2 separate regions of the Ovis aries genome follow, and region 2 is linked to region 1. The links are chromatin contacts, called in public Hi-C maps. All regions are on one chromosome and are shown on one strand. The core of a region is the stretch at or near the end of the contact, and the rest is flanking DNA. Distances in the headings are between cores, read along the strand shown. Region 1 overlaps LOC121820771 (a long non-coding RNA gene). Region 2 overlaps AKT3 (AKT serine/threonine kinase 3).

Region 1 (5,549 bases), core at 1,719-4,218:
TGTATGGCATGCTAACTGTAGTTAATAACACTGCCTCATATATTTGAAAGCTGTTAAGAGAGTAGGTCTTAAAAATCTACACACACAAAAAATTGTAAGTCTGTAAATGTGTGGTGAAGGATGTTAACGAAACTTATTCTGATAATCATCTAACAATTTATACAAATATAAAATATTACGTTGTAAACAAAAAAAATATTATGTTGTACACCTAAAACAAATCCCAGTGTTAAATGTCAATTATATCTCAATTTAAAAAAAGAGTGAAACTTCCAGTTCAAAGGAAGAGTCTCTTAAAACATATCAGATTCCTCTTTAGCAGTTCCTTTCCCTTTCCAGGGAAGACAACTAGCTTCGTGTTATTATTGGTTTTTGGACTCTGGTATAAAGTGCCACTAAGTTCTTAAGGACCAGACTGTGGGAGAAAACAAGCTAATGAGAGTTCATGTAAGGGGATTTGAGTATAAAGGTGAAGAGACAGACGGATGGACAGAGAGATCCTCCCAGGGCCCTTGTCAGCTCCAGGACAGAAAAGACACTTAGAAGAGTACGGGTGGGGATGGGGCTGGTTTGGGAGGTCAGATGAGGCATGATCCACACCCCATGCTGGGCAATGGGCAGTGAATCCTCTGTTACAGAATTAACTTACTCCTTCAACCCACACGCATTATTGGATGTTTCTTCCGTAACGAGGGAGGCGAACGTGAACAAACATTAGGGCCCACACCAGGGCCCTGATTTCCCCAGGGCTCTCTGTAGTTTCTTCCAATGTGCAGTGTAACTCACGAATTAAGGCACACCCTCCACATGACTTCCCTCACTTCAGAAGTCAGCTTCTGGGGTGGGGGTTCCCAGGCCTTGTCCTCTGACCAGCTGGCTAAAATCTAGGGGCATTCCAAGCACCACTTCAGGTTCCACAATTTGTGGGGATGACTCACAGAACCCAGGGAAGTGCTGTACTTTATGACACAGTTCACTGGAAAGGATACAAATGGGGACCAGCCAGGGCAAGGCCAGGAGGGGCCTGAATATGCTCTGCCCGTGTCCTCAGGATTTGTTACTGTGTTGGCACGTCAGTGTCACCACCACCCAGGGAAGCCTGGGTGGCCAGAGTTTTTACTGAGTTTTAGTTGTGCAGGGATGATCCATTGAATGGTCGGCCACAGAGACTGAGCCCCAACTCCCCTCCCCAGAGGCGGGGCTGACATCACATGGCTCAAAAGTCCAACTCTAATCACATGTGGGTCTTTTCAGCTCTGCCAGACCCTATCCTGAAACTATCTAGGAATCCACCACCTGTCACCTCATTAGCATAAACTCAGAGGTGGTCTGAGGGGCCACCATGAATAATAAGACTCCTGTGACTCCAGGAAGTCCAAGGGTTTAGAGGTGAACAGGGACAAAGGCCAGTCAAAATCTTTACTGTAGCCATAATCTGTAGAGAGGCTTCCCTGGTGGCACTGTTGGTAAAGAATCTGCCTGCCAGTGCAAGAGGTGCAAGAGACTTGGGTTCTATTCCTGGGTGGGGAAGATCCCCTGGAGTAGGAAATGGCCACCCGCTCCAGTCTTCTTGCCTGGAAAATCCCATGGACAGAGGGGTCTGGTGGGCTACAGTCCATGGGCTCACATGAGTCAGAGTTGGACATGACTGAGCACAGCACACGTGTAATACACATTACATTACATATATAGTGTGTGTGTATATATAGTAGCCATATATGTCATATTTAAAGCTGATAGTGCCCCTGCTTCCACGCCACCGATCACAGTTGAGCGTGTGAATGTGAGAGCACCCAGTCCCGAGTGCGTTCTGACACCCCCACACTCTGATATCTGGCTGCCTCTTGCACATTGCTGGCACTCAAACCTACGTGCTTGAATTTCCAAAATCCATCTTTACCAACACACAACAAAAACTAATAATGTTGTCAGCAGTCTCAGTGCGCTGACGATCGCCTTTGCTTTGTCAAGTCATATGAACTTCAGCTCAGAACGTTTGGCCACCATACCTTTGGTTCCTACTCTCATTTGGCTGATATAAATAGTTTATAAAGTGAGGAAAACTCTGAAGAAAAACCTGACTCTCTTATAGCTTCCAGACAGAAAGACCTTGACTGCTGCCCCTCATAGTTGCAGCAGAAGGAAGAATCACCTCTGTAGGGGTGACTGTGGAGAAAGGCTCTTCCACAGGCTGGTCTCTGTGAGAGATTCTGGGGCAGCCCAGTGAGGACTAGAAGGGGAATGAGTGGCCTCTCTGGCTGTGGAGGTGTGGCTCGGCCTTGAGAAGGAGACCCTCACTGGGCAGGACAGGAGCATGACCTTCTCCCCATCCCCCTCACCTGCCACAGGACCTTCCTTGGTCCCCTCACCTGCTAACACACCGGTAACATTCAGGAATCTGAAGGTGGCTTCCTGAGGACAGGCCTGGATGAACAAAACTTGGAAACAGGTGGAAGCGGAGCCCAGCCTGGGGGGCAGATGGCCTGGAAATCTGAGTCACAGCTCCTCACCACTCACCCAAGGATTTGATGTCCTTTTGGCTGGCATGCTATTTTCTCTCTGCAAAACTATTGATCCTGCTGCCAAATGTGCCCTAAGCCTGCCTCCTGCATCAATGAGACGTGTGATAAACTGTAACTGGAGGACGAAAAGGGCCAGTCCATGGGTGGGAAACCTCTGAGCTCAGGATAGGGCCTTGGACATTCTTATCAGTAGACCCAGCGCCGGCTAATCTGCCAACCCAGGCCGGGCAGAAATTTTAGCACAAAGTGAGGACTGCAACACTTGGGTTTGTTCACCAAGTCCAGAGCGAGGCACCAGAAATTCTTGGCTTCCTCTAAACAGCTGCACAGAAGCAGCGGCCAAACCCATCTTGTGTTTGATGAGTCATCCCGCGTCAGCCCTGTGCCACTCAGGCCTCTACGGGTGCTTCCTCAGCAGCTGCATCTGGCTCAGGCTTTTTCCAGAAGACAAGGTAGCCAAGTACTCAAGCTCAGGCGTTAATGGGCACTCTGTGACTCCAGGTAAGCAGAGTTTAACCTCCAAAAGCTCACTGATGTTCCTTGTTCCCCATGACTGATTTGCTGGCCCTATGAAGAAAGGCTGAAGAAACTGGTTTTACTTGCATCAGGAAAGTGAAAGCTAAGGAATTTGACGGTGTGCATTTAGAAAAGCATGGAACAATGTGAAGTCCTTCTCCCTTTAAGCCTAAGGCTCAGGCTTTATCCTAAAGGTCAGGTAGCGAAACAGGCTTTGAGTCTCTGAAAAAAGTCTTACCAAGTATAGTGAGATAATCTACTTCTTTAGAGATATTAACATATATTTATGTGTGCCTACACAGTCACTTCAGTTGTGTCTATCTCTTTGTGACCCCAATGGACTGTAGCCCGCTAGGCTGCTCTGTCCATGGGATTCTCCAGGCAAGAATACTGGAGCCGGTTGCCATGCCCTCCTCCAGTGGATTTTCCCTGTGTCTCCTGCATTGCAGGTCGGTTCTTTACCCACTGAGCCACCTGGGAAGCTCATATTTATGTGTATTTGTGTATAAAGTTTACAAGTCACTTTTTATAGGCAGTCTTATCTAAGCTTCACAAAACTCAAGAATCAAACATTTATTATGACCTCTACTTTACAGATGAAAAAACAACTTCATAAAAATGAAATTATTTGCTCAAGCGTGATGCCTCGAGAGGTGGACGGGCGCTGAGATACAGAACGACATTCTGACTCCAAACCCAATCTATATCCTCCCCAAATAATCAGATCTGTCTTCTCAAGGTGTCTGCAATGAAAGCCTGTCTAAATATTTGGAAGATTCCTTCAAGCAACCTGTGTTTTAAGGTGTTGGGCAGTTGGTTGTCTCTAAACTTGCACATTGGTAAGATGGCCACAAGATGGCAGGGTAGCCTTGACGATTGGTGAATTGGTGTCGTCTCTTGCACCAGTAGAGGGCTGTAGCTCCTTGTTTCAAAAAGTGAGAAATGAAAACAGAAAAAGAAAAAGCAAAACAATAAAACTTCAGTGGCTACACTGATGAAATGGGATGGTGGTAGGTGTTTTTTTTCTTTTTTCTTTCTTTTCCTATTTTAAGTTAGCCAGTGAGAGTTCAAACAAACAAGTCTCCACGTTCACCACCGTGTTTGCTTTTGGAGGCACGAGGTCAGGGCTCGGGCCAGCCGCCTAGCCTGCATTATTCATCTCTCCAGCTCCAGCTCTGGAACAAATGTGAAGAAATGAAGTAGCTCCAGCGGAGGGGAAACAGTGTTGTTATTGTTGTTGGTGACACTTCCATTTGCCAACAAACATAAAAACATACTTTGGAACCCAGAATGGGCTTGTCAGAGGGAACTTTTGTTCCATGTTTGGGCTGGGAGGCTTCCAGATAGAAATCAGGCTGGCATTTGAACTTGAGGAGGCAGGGAGAGAACTGAGCACAGCAGCCACTGACCCGAAAGGTCTGGCCCTCAGCTGCAGTGTGCATCTGGGTGTTCTTTGACCGCTGTCCATGTGGCACCATGCTGCCAGCTGGGGTCTCTGGCCTGCATGGGTACTCCGGGGGAGGAGTGTAGGGCGTGCAGTCCAGGACAGGCGCTATCCACAAAGGGGATAACAGACTTTGGATTCTGAGCCTTTGGAAGGTGGTCCTCACTTTGGGGCTTTGGGATAAGAAAACTAGTCCTAATTCTGCAGGATTTATTTGCTGTCAGGTCCCAATTATCCCAAGATAGCTGGCAGCATCCTTAGGATCCCTTTACAACATGGACTAATTGCTCTAGGGATAAAGCCATCCTTAACCGTGTCTGCCGGTGCTAGTTTTGGGCAGGTAAACTCATGCTGATGCCCGTCTAGAAGGCATAATTCAGAGGGCCAATTATGTGACTGCTGCCACATAATTCAAGGTGGAGGGCCTCTCCGAAGCTGTCCAGGAGCTACTGTCTCTCTCTACAGATGGACTGGACTTACCCTAGCATGGTGTCTATTTGGAAAGAGGTAAGCTTGATGAATTATGACCGTGGTGAATGTCATTAAGACACGGTAGAACTGGAAGCATCCCATGCATGTAAATTCACTGCTTCTCACATAACCGTCCCCAAGGCCACGGTCTCACAATGTCAAGTCTCACTTTACATTAAGCTGGAAAGCTGGAAAAGTATCTTAGAGATGACACGGCCAAAATTTCCATATCTGTGTTGGCAAGTTCCCTCCCAGGAGTGGTTCAAAGATGGTGGATGATGAGCCCCTTTTTTCGCAAATAAAGTAACGGCTCCTGGAAGGGCAGCCATGGCCCCAATCACACTCCTAATTGGGGCTGGAATACAGCTGCCAACATTCAGGTTACTGCTGCTTCTACTCCATCTTGCTTTCTCCATCTGCAAACCCCCACAATATTTTTTTTTCTGTAGTAAACAATGTTTATGTAATTGTAATATAGGAAATATCAACTATTGATCTAAATAAAAATGTTTTAATACAATTTTTGATATAATTATATTGGGTGGATGGGGGAGATGAATGTGTATTTTTTTAGAAGCAACATAAGGTGATGTAGG
Region 2 (5,549 bases), core at 986-3,485, 560 kb after region 1:
GACCCCTAGTGGTGTGTCACTGACTTTGGCCAAATACATGCAGGTATTTAAGGGTATCCTATATAATACAGATTGTATTTGGTACCTGTTATAGGGATTTTGGTTATTCACATTTAATAAGAAAACATCAGCTTTTTACTTCTGTGGCATACACGAGCTCTTAAAAAGATATATGTTAGGTAAACCAAAATGAAAATGCTTATTGGACATAGTAATATCATTTGGTTCTGTAATTCTAATTTTTAAACATTTTCTTGACAGTTTAGTTCAGACTGAATTTTATTCTTCCCACTGCCATCCATTCCCCCCTTAGGTAAAAAGTCTTCAAAATTGTGACTACACAAAGCATTCTTCTTAAATTATTGTTTTTAGTCAACAAATACTTCTTATTAAAAGAGACTTTTAAAATAGTCTTAATTTACCCCTTGGACAATCAGATTTTTTGCATTAGCATTGCATAGTGCAAAAATGGTTTCAGATAGATTAGAAGTTGTTGGTAGAGTTAGCTAAGGAAAATTGATGATGAAATACTGTAGCACATTTTTTTGAAGTCAGGCCAATCTTTAATATTTGGGAATGTTTAGAAAACTATAAAGCAAAATATAAAAATGAAACATTTTAATTTTAGGGTAAATTGGTTTTGTGGCCCAATGCTAGTAGCATAAAGGGAAGCCACAGTATCAGTAGTTAGTGATAAAGATTTTATTTTCTAAGTTTATATCTTCCAAGGTAGAGATTTATTGTAGGAATTTACTGGTGCAACTTTTGGATGGACTGGTCCTTCTGAATGTAATTAGGCCTGTCTGCCTTGGTGGGAGCACAGTCTTCTAGGATAATGTTGGGATATCATTACCACTGATATCAACATTATTTACTATCATGTAAGACACCAGTTTAAAGCTTTAGTAGGGACTCCTGAGTTCTACGTTGAACTGAAAGTTTCTAAAAATATATTATTTTTTTGTGTCCCCAGAATACTGATCGGAACAGTACTTGTGGGTACATGTAAATGGTAGAAATTCAGACCTGTGATTTCATTTCACTTTACTGGAAATTTCAGTGATTCATATGAGTTCTAGTTGAATAGTTCAGTGTTTAAAATATAGTTCATGGAAGATAAACACTTTACGTTTTTTATCTAGCGAGACACACAGCTGTTATTAAAATGAATTTACTTCCAATTAGGGAAAAACTAATTTATGTTTTTTTTCTACTCATATTTCTTTGTCAGAAAAATGTTGCTGTCATATATTGGATTTATAAGCAATGTCCTAATGTGATTAAACACTTTAAAAAAAAATGGTAGGTAGGTTTTTATAGATTTCAAAGTGGACAAACAAAAATTTATGTTCAAATTTTAATTTAGAAAACTTTAATTTTGAAAACTTGTGGATATATCCTTCTTGTGCCTTTCATAGTCCTTGGCACACAGTACTTAAGCTATTTAATTGACAGATTTTCTGGAAGAAAATTTTAGGACACATACAAGGAAATTCTGTTGTCTAGATTTACTGATACATATGGAGAAGAGTTATATCTGCATCAATGAAATACAGACTTGAATGACATGATCTTAATGGAAGGTCATTTAGTGATTTGCTATATTGAAATGTGTCTGTTCAAATCTTTCTAACAGCCATAGCTTATTCTTTTGGAATTTTCAAAAATATACTGTACCTTAACAGCAACACTCCTGTGAACCTGTATTCATTCTTTTTTTTTTTTTTTCAGTTAAAAAACATTTTACAAAGTGGACACATTGTTTAATTTTGTTTTGCATTTTCTAGATTGGAGTGCAAGGCCAATAAATTAAGCCCAGGCAGTTCTGTTGCTAATTACACACAACTTCTCTTGAGTATCAGATATTCAAATCCATTTTATGAATATGGTGGAGAGAATAACAACTGTAAAACAAAGCAGTGTGCATGTAAGTGACTGTTAGCGTGCATTTCAGAAAGGATAAATGCTCACCATATGGTACAATTACTGTGTCCAAGTTTTCAAATTAGCTTCTCTCATCCTCCTTATTACTGTCTTTAAAAAGAGAGGAAAAAACCCAACATGATTTATCTACTCTGCAGCAGAACTCTTGACGCAAAACAGCAGCCCAGTTCTGTCCAGTTTTTTTTTCCTTTAGCATAATAGAGGCTGTCGGACTTTTTTATACTAATTACTGTGTGAGCCTCAGATGAACCCCCTTCAATTCACAGGGCTTTGTTAAGGGAGGAGCTGTCAATGTGTCTGCCCGTTTGCAGCTGTGCTGTGGCTTTAGCTTGCTTAACATTATGCTGCTTTTTAGACTTGACAGAAGGGATTTTTTTTTTTTTTTTTTTTTTATTAAGGCAAAGCAGCCTTGTAGCGAAATGGTTTAAGCAGCTGCATTGTAGGGAAGCACAAAGAAGTTATTATTGTGTCTGTTTAGGGGGGTGGAATGGAGGGGGGGATATTCGGCTGCTGTTGATGCCGATTGTTGACTTGCCATCTGCCAGATAGGGAGAAGAAAAAAATGACAGCTCCAGCAGGGTGTTCAAGAGGTTGTTTGGAGAGACGCATAAACATGTGCAGATGTCGAACTGAATAATGGCTAGAACTTGAGACGGTTTATGATGCTGCTGATGTTTGTGCATATACAGAATGAATGTATGTGTGGATTTGGTTAACCAAGGCTACATACTAATTATCATTGTTTTCCTGCATGCCCCTTCCCCTTAGTTCGTTAATTAGTTTAGGGGCTTAGTACTTCCTCTTCCTTCTGTTATTCACGTCTAGTTTTAGAAAACAGCTTCTCTTAAAATGGCAATAAAACCTTCCTTATTTCTCCATACAGATGATAGCTAATCTGTTTGGTTAGGATTAGGTGTGAGCTGCTAACTGATAACAGGAGATTTTGATTAGGAAATAAGTCAGGTGAATCACCTTGCTCTTAATGCGCACATATATTAAGTTTGACACTATTCACTGAATTGATTTTATAGCCTACCACTAGGGGTGAGATACTACCAAATTCACTTTACTAAGTAAGTGATTCCATCATACTTAGGATACAAGTTGTGAAACAAAGTTGTATAACAGTCTGGTCTTCTTGGTTACCCTTTCTCTTGGTTGTCTTTGATTCTGGAAATGACAGTTAATGCATTTTCTTTATGGAGTAATGCATTGGTTGTCTGTTTCCTTCTGATTCATTCTTGTCATTAGATATTAGAGATTTGATATGTCTGAAATCTTTTTCAATACTATGGTAACACTTTAGGGTGCACTAAGTATGTTTAGTTAACTTTTTTTCATTACTTTGACCTTAAATAATTGAAAAGGAATAGTGATGCTAGGTAAAATTTCCGAAAGGTGTTTATGTTGTAGAACACCTCAAAGTTTTGCAAAACTTTAAGACCAATCATATATGAGTTTATTAGAAAATGGAAAGAGAAGCTCTGACTTCTCTATTTCGTTTTTTCTCTATTTCTATCACCAAAAAAAAAAAAAAAAAAGTGTGGGGAATTAGAGGGTTTTTATTTTGGCTTTTGGTAAACTCATGCTTTCCTAAAACATTTAGGGTTTTATTGCCTAATTATTAAGAAAAAAGCCTTAAATGTGGTTGAAAGGCAAACAGACTGACAGAGCTTTATGTCCACAGTAATGTCTTTCTGAAAGGACTAAAGGGAGATTATCTGTTATTTTCTACTCTTCAGAAAGAAATAGAGGTCAGGTCTATTTAGAAAAACTTTTTATCTTGAATGTCAGTTTTTCCCCAAGTGACTAATCCGTATTTGCTGAAAAGGCTAGAGGACCTCTCCTTTGTCTTGTATATTTAGTTTTTTCTTTGATTTGGAAAGCCACACATATGTCCATATTTTTGTATGTAGAATTATGTACATATGTTTATAGTTTTATATAGTCAGTCTTGATATCCGTGCTAAGCTTGGGAGGAAGCAGCAAATCATTTTCCAGGTAGAGGTGTTAAACTGAGAGTGTGGTTTGACAGTGGCCGGGATGTTAGTGAGAGGCTGAGCAAAAGCAAGCTTGTATAAAAGCGGACTTGCAGTTCCGTGCTTTATTCTTCATATCGTGTTACCCCAGAACCGTTTGTAAAATCTTTAGGCAGGCAAATATACTTACCAAGGTGTTTGAAATATTCAAGGCAGAGTGTCTTTGAAGTTACTCACACCAGATGTAAACATCAGTTAACTTAAATGAGTGACTTTATGAAAGTTCCTTTAACATGTCTGAATTTCTTTATGTGTTGAAAGAAGGAAACGACCACTGATATTTAAGGATCTTGTAAGAACTAAATGAGATAGTAGTATCTTTGGAATGTCTGGAACATGTGCAATAGTAGCTGTTACTCATATTTTATTTTTGTTGATGTGTAAGTCTAAAGACCTGAAACTTGTAATTGAAGTGCTTTTATAATGCCTACTTGCTGCAAAATGAGCTCAAAGTTCTAGGGAACCATCTAAGATATATAAGGTTGTTTTTTTATAACCTAACGTTTATTTGGTGATTTATATGATTGCTTCATAAATCTGAAGGGAAATCAGTTATTTCAAGAGAATATCAATAAAGTTGTTGAATGTTGTACCTATTTTGGGGGTGTGAGGTCAGTGGTCATTTAGTAATGATGATTTTATGTTGTATCCTATAAAATTATTTTCCTTCTTCAAAAATTTAGCACAGGGTTGCAGAAAATTGTATGCATTCCCTTAATTCAAGATTAATCACATTATTTTGGAACCATATTTTTCTCTGCTATGGGTGCATGTTCAGTTGTCTCAGTCGTAGCTGACTCTTTGCCACCCCATAGACTGTAGTCTGCCAGGCTCCTTTGCCCATGGGATTCTCCAGGTAAGAGTACTGGGCTCGGTTGCCATTTCCTTCTCCAGGGGATCTTCCCAACCTGGGATCAAACCTGCATCTCTTACGTCTCCTGCATTGGCAGGCGGGCTCTTTACCACTAGTGCCACTTGGGAAGCCTTTTCTCTGCTATAGTCAGTACTTAAGCTGTAATGGGGTTATAATTATTTTTAAGATAAAGGTGTTTGAACACTTTACAGTTAATAAATGTAATAACTGTAGTGAACAAACAACATTAAAAAGAATATTTTATCTCCTCAGGGCATTATAAAGCATTATTTGATTGTTCTAATTCTATTTTGCAGACAAAGAAACTGAATAGGCTCATATAGTGAATATAGTGATGAAAGTTCTGGGATAAGCAGAAGTGTTTTTTTTAAGAGGAGTAAAGAGGAAATGGCTTTCATTGACCTTCAGGAATCAATAAATTCAGTATAGGATGGTTATCACTCAGATGTTGATGGTTCTTTAAGGTTTTTTTTTTTTTTTTAATTGTTTCTGTCATGTATTCTCTCTTCACTAAATATTACTAAGTAATTTTGGATGAAAGGCAAGGGATGTTGGGACAGCTGCCTGATCCTGTTTCTAAGAGTGGTTAATAGGACTGGGTATAGTCACTAATGGAGAAGGAAATGGCAACTCATTCCTTGCCTGGAGAATCCTATGGACAGAGGAGCCTGGTGGGCTACTGTTCATGGCGT

The links. A called contact is a pair of places that touch in the nucleus more often than the background predicts.
Region 2: a contact with region 1 is called in a Hi-C map of hypothalamus, with 4 times the contacts expected there. The contact joins two enhancer-like sites. A contact is called at or near these places in 2 of 16 Hi-C or Micro-C datasets (hypothalamus and liver).

Annotation. Positions count from the first base shown.
Region 1 is chr12:32,176,828-32,182,376 of ARS-UI_Ramb_v3.0, forward strand. It overlaps LOC121820771 (a long non-coding RNA gene), which reads left to right. Exons shown (of 5, transcript XR_006061457.2): 4 at 1-3,023; 5 at 3,635-5,473. Among named protein-coding and RNA genes, the nearest start is that of SPMIP3, 59 kb to the left of the region's middle. Within about 2 kb of position 2,969, at least 20 of the 54 cell types and tissues checked have an H3K27ac peak or open chromatin away from gene starts, as enhancers often do. A contact at or near this core is called in hypothalamus, where this site is marked.
Region 2 is chr12:32,739,961-32,745,509 of ARS-UI_Ramb_v3.0, forward strand. All of the region lies in intron 3 of AKT3 (AKT serine/threonine kinase 3), which reads left to right. Among named protein-coding and RNA genes, the nearest start is that of AKT3, 110 kb to the left of the region's middle. Within about 2 kb of position 2,236, at least 9 of the 54 cell types and tissues checked have an H3K27ac peak or open chromatin away from gene starts, as enhancers often do. A contact at or near this core is called in hypothalamus, where this site is marked.